2 separate regions of the Drosophila melanogaster genome follow, and region 2 is linked to region 1. Evidence: chromatin contacts called from public Hi-C data. All regions are on one chromosome and are shown on one strand. The core of a region is the stretch at or near the end of the contact, and the rest is flanking DNA. Distances in the headings are between cores, read along the strand shown. Region 1 overlaps CG34354. Region 2 holds the start of CG43125.

The links. Hi-C and Micro-C count contacts between places; a contact is called where the count stands out from the background.
Region 2: a Hi-C map of the Kc167 cell line shows a contact between it and region 1, with 1.7 times the contacts expected there. The contact joins the promoter of CG43125 here to the enhancer-like site in region 1. A contact is called at or near these places in 6 of 107 Hi-C or Micro-C datasets (the Clone 8 cell line, the Kc167 cell line, the ML-DmBG3-c2 cell line and 2 more) and 1 of 6 datasets of contacts at active chromatin or transcription factors (the Kc167 cell line).

The regions. Positions count from the first base shown.
Region 1 is chr3R:28,195,357-28,198,086 of dm6, reverse strand. All of the region lies in intron 2 of CG34354, which reads right to left. Among named protein-coding and RNA genes, the nearest start is that of lncRNA:CR46079, 43 kb to the right of the region's middle. Within about 2 kb of position 1,361, at least 11 of the 39 cell types and tissues checked have an H3K27ac peak or open chromatin away from gene starts, as enhancers often do. A contact at or near this core is called in the Kc167 cell line, where this site is marked.
Region 2 is chr3R:28,262,255-28,264,984 of dm6, reverse strand. CG43125 reads left to right here and starts at 1,363. Exons shown (of 3, transcript NM_001260415.1): 1 at 1,363-1,540; 2 at 1,599-1,644; 3 at 1,698-2,250. The coding sequence starts at 1,363. The coding sequence ends at 2,250. CG43124 reads left to right here and starts at 212. Exons shown (of 3, transcript NM_001260416.2): 1 at 212-424; 2 at 485-530; 3 at 590-1,114. The coding sequence starts at 241. The coding sequence ends at 1,097.

The DNA.
Region 1 (2,730 bases), core at 112-2,611:
ACACACCCCCACTTCCCCCATTCGACGGCAGAAAATGCAAAATGCAAACACAAATATAAACACAGATGCTAACTAACCACATCAACATGTCTGCCTGTGTGAAGTTTAGACTGCTATGCAAACATATGAAAATGGAGATTTTCACGATGGTCCATTTTGATGCATTTTGCTCGAAAATTATGTTACATTGCCACTTGTATTTGCATCGCCCGAATAGCCGAGCAATTATATCGAAAAAAGAAGGATAAAACTCCTGCGAAGCGAAGTACATTTTTCATGTGAACCCTCGACATTGCAAATGCATGGCCTCTTGAATTAAATCAACAGCAGCTCAAGCTGAAATTGCCGTGTAAACGAAATGGTAGTACATCCCGGCAATCCTCGATCCATTTTCAAGTGCCCCGGGTCATATTATAGCCATGGGCAACGCATCTGCTGGAGAGTGCTTGCCGTCCATTGTTGTCCGAATATAATTCATGGGTCATGTCGGATAGCAGATAAGTAAGGGAAAAAGCATATAAAGGTGAAGCTCCAGGCTAAAGTTTAAATTTAATGAATAGAAGTGAAATTTTGCAGAAATATTTAACTAGCAATAGAAGGACACTTTCAATTTGGTTTGTTCGTTTCATATGACTTTCGTTTGCTTTAATATTTAATGTAAGTTAAGCTCACAGATAGTTTCGAAGATACAGATACTTACTCGAATAGCGCATGAGAGATATTAAAGCGCTTTAAATACTTCCAACTCCCGATAGTTTTCCGGCGGAACCTCTACTTCTGTTTATCGAAGTGAACTATGCATTTTGGGAACCGAGTTTCCCTTTGTTGTTTACATTGTCAAATGGATTTGGAGCCGCCGTTTGCACCGCCGCCGTTAAAAGCGAAGCGTAAAAGTGCCACAAAAGTTGTGAACGGGGGGTGGGGGCTAAAAGCGAATGGATTAAAACACGTGAAGCACGCGACCTCAAAGCGCATTATTTGTTGTAAAAAAAAGTATTACACACTCACACACACGAATTCTACGGCTGAAACGAAATGGTAGTCACACACACACACACAAACAGCGGGAAAACGAGTGAAACGAACGGCAGGGAAAACCTAATAAGCTTTTGTGCAATTGCAAGCCATTGTGCTGCAGCTAAAGCCCGGCCAACCAACAGAAAGCTAATTCAAACACCTGCCACAAAAGGTAGGAAAAGCCGAGTGTGTATGTGTGTGTGAGCTGAGAATATGCAAACGTCGAATGGAAAAAAAAGGGAAAAAAGCGAAAGGATTTTGCCAGCCACAAATGCATGCAGCGCGTAACATTTATCCTGCCAGCGCACTGCAGCGGTGGTTTGGCGGTTCGGTGGTGCGATGCCTGTGGTGGTGCATTAACACATGCTCCAATAAGTATGCAATGCGCTGTGACATTTTTAACGCGTCCCACAAAGACAGCAGCAGGGCGACAACAATGCTTCTATCTCCGCTCCTTTTGCTCACCCTGTCGCCTTCGCTTCGCCGTCTGTTGCACAGGAAATCACGATTACAGTGAGTCAAAAGCAGCACTACACTGGGAAAAAATCAACTTATTTGCTTATGATACGCTACGTGGGAGAACATTTTAAATACTACTTGAAGTTAAATTAAATGCTTGGCTTTTTAGTATGAGTTTGAGTTTGGCAGTATGCAGTTTTAAAAGAAAACTTTATAATTGATTTGAGAGCACTGAACGAATTATATTTTTCGCTCTGCATAAGCAGCATCAGTTGCATGCAGAATATGTGAGCGTGTCGCTGTTTGTTGAGTGACAAAATTAGATTTAAATATGCCCGCCCGCAAACGCCTCTTGGCGAAATGTCACCGCATGTCCTGCGCTTTCTCCTGCTTTCGTTCCTGCTCCTGGCAACTCTCATCCCGATGAAAATGAGCTGTCGGCGGAGTGAAGTGTTTTTGTCGCGCATTTGGGACGCCAGCATTTTGCTGATTGTTTTTATTTTTATTTTATACAGCGAAAGCGGCCGAAAGTTTTCACTTGGGCTTATAGAAAAATCAATTCCCTATCCGTACACACGCTTATGTGAAAAGTTTTGTCATGAAACTTGAGTCGTTTTAACACCCCACCCCCGGAGGATGGAACAATGGCTGTAAGCCACAGGAGGATTACATATTTTCAATATGATTATTTGCGTTTGATAATTACTATAAGAGCTGTGTAAGCTATTATGAAATATTGATCTGACCTTAGGGCTTAGCGCTCATTAAAAAACACTTGGTCGGATTTCTTTGTCTCATTGTTCTATTTTTTGGCAACAGCTCCTTTCATTTCCGCCCATTGTCTGTCAATCGGCTCGGATCGCCTTGCCTTGAATCCGCTGCCACTGTCTTTGTCATTATGAAACGTAAAACGAAAACGATTTACAGTAATGCCAACACTTTGCCGCCCTGCCACTGTCTTGTCGCTACCACCTTCCCATCGTCCTTGTCGCCGCCCGACATTGTTGTTAAATGAAGAAAGTATTTTTCAAATGCGAATTTCCGTTATGCTCCTCGTTTCGACATGAAGACATTTTTGACTATTGTCTGGCGGAGCAGCGAGCTGAAAGTAGAATCTGAGGCAGCTTAAAACAGCAACAAAGTCGGTGCACTTAAAAAAAAAGTACACTATTAATCAAACAATGTATCTTAATTTGTGTACATAACTTGTCCTGTTCCCAAGACTTTTAAAATGTTTTCAACCAATTTAGGTTT
Region 2 (2,730 bases), core at 114-2,613, 67 kb before region 1:
GACACACGAAGAGAATTCTCCACCGAGTATATACGATAGGGAGTGCATGTGAAAAGTGTAAGCTGATAAGACTTCAGCGAATCAAAAATATGTATACAAATTTAATTACCACAAACACACAAAATGACTAAGCTCCTGCTAAGATTCGTGATAAGCGTCGTTTTAAACACCATATAAAAATAGTACTCAGCTTGCGATTTCAAAATCAGTTGGCAGGCAGTTGAATTGCCGCATGGAACGATGAACACAGCAAGATGGATAGTACTGTGTATCGTTTTGATGTTTTACCAGGGATCTGCCCAGACTCTGGAGGAGGATTGCGTAGACCACATGGAGCGGATTAATGGATCAAGCTATGCTCCCTGGCTGGCTGAAATTCTATCGGATTCTAAAGTAATTTGCGCTGGAGCACTCATAAATAATCGTTAGTATAACACGCGATATGCTTCATCAGACACAAAATAATCAATATATTGTTTCTCAGTTTATGTTCTAACAGCTGCGAGTTGTTTTAAAGAGAATGAAAAACTGTAAGTCCTGTTAAGTTAAAAAAACACCAGAAAAAATATTATCTGCCTTTTTTAAATAGAACTGTTCGCTTGGGCAGTGGCTATTTTGATAAAAGCTACGAAAATTTCCGAGTAACAAAGGCTTACTTTTGGATGACACATTTCCCGGCCAACAATACGAATAATTTGTGTATCTTTCGGTTGCAAACGGAAGTGGAATTTAAGACCCACATTCGACCGATGTGTATCACAAAAAGTCCTAAAAGCCTTGGATTGGCGACCACTTTTGAAATTATCAATGAAAAGCCCAAAATGTGGTACTTTTGTAAAAACATAAAAGGTTTATTCTGTAAATATGTTTTCGGAGAAAATGAAGAAAAATGGCAGTCCAAACCCACTGGAAGTCCTTGGACTGAAACAATCTCAAACGGTCCTTTCAAGGGACTTGTACGATATGGAATCCTGAGCTATCGTGATAACAAAACCTATGATGAGGTTTATATAAATGTTATGTCTCATATTAACTGGATAGCTCAAATCTCGTTAGAGATTGATATAAGTACTCCAGTCAAGAAAAAAGAATATTAAATATTTAATGGAACAGTACTGAGCATTTTTAATTGGTTCCTATTCAACCTAAGCTCGCTATGAAACGGAAATATGAAATAAGAAATTCTCTTTAAGTACTGTCTCATATTTATGCATAAATTATTTGTTGTAGATTTAATCTTTCAGTTAATTAAACGTTCTGATCGCTCATAAGAACAAACATAAAAGCGAAATGGGTAGCGCCAGCTCAATTGAAGATTGCTTTTAATCGCTATTATTTGGAAGTATATTTTAGTTTAAGACAATGAGTGCGACACTCCGGTTGGCGGTATTTGCTCTGCTGCTGTTTTACCAGGGATCAGCATTATTTTTAGAGCAGAATTGCGGGAAAAGTTCTGTATTTAGTCCCGCTCCATGGCTGGTCAAAATTCGACCAGAACTAAGTTCGAATATTACGTGTACTGGCACGCTTATCAACGAACGTAGGTGTTAAAATACAATTTTATTAAAATTTTTTTAACAACGTTGCTGATTTTATAGGGTTTGTCTTGACCGCTGCGAGCTGCATAGATTACCAAACTGAACTGTATGTAATAATAGAACAAACACTATACTGTATTCATTATTTGCCCTTCACAGCATCGTTCGCTTGGGAGAGATTGACGGAACCCTTCAAAACAGCAGTAAACTTCAGTATGAAGAAATATATGTTGCGAGGGCGCTCATACATAGGTCATATTCCTCAGAGAGCCATCAGTATAATATAGCTTTGCTCAGATTGAAAACAAGTGTTGTATACAAAAAAAATATACAGCCGATATGCATTGATGTAAACGTGGGTAAAGTACCAAAAGCTCCTACCTTTGAGATTGAAAAGAAAAAAAATGAAGAGCCTAAAAAGAACAAAGCTGGCATCATGAAACGTTTTTTAAATTGGTTTCTCTCCCTGTTTGGAGTTCGTGAACCACGACCCGATGTCATTTTACCCCCCCAACCCATTGCAGTTGGGTGGCCACTCACCAAACAAATTAACGAGTCTGCACTATTTCACCAATATGGCATTCTGAGCCATCGTAATTCCGAGTCAAAGAAGGACGTCTATACCGATGTGATGGCCTACGTCAATTGGATAACACCGCTCGCACTTGATGTGCATATAACCATGGCCCCAAATACAGATTTTGATTTTTAAATTTAAAATACAAAATAGTTAACTTTTACTTCTGTGTAATGTTCAGTTCTAATATTGCTATTGGCCGCTGTCACTTTACTTCTTCATTGTATTTAATATGCTTCTATGAGCTCTGACCATTGGTGGAGATGGCTAGTCTCGCCCCCAGACTGGCCCCGAACCAACTCCACCAGGATATTCCCATGTGGTAAGGTCCTTTTTTCTATTTCTTGTCTGTCCAGGAATCAGCTAGTATGTGTGCTATAAAATCACCATCATACTCATCTCTGAATGTTGACAGTTTTTGCATTCCTCTGGGAATGGTTGCTTGGATTTGGGTTGTTACTAAGGCTTATGAGTTATCAGCCCATCCCCTAATCATATGTGTTTCCTTGACCTTTACTTGCCATTTATATGGTTTACTATGAATAGTTAAATAGGTCCAACTTTAAGTAAGATTAGTAGTGAATATAAATTAGAACGACTGATAAGGTTTTTGAA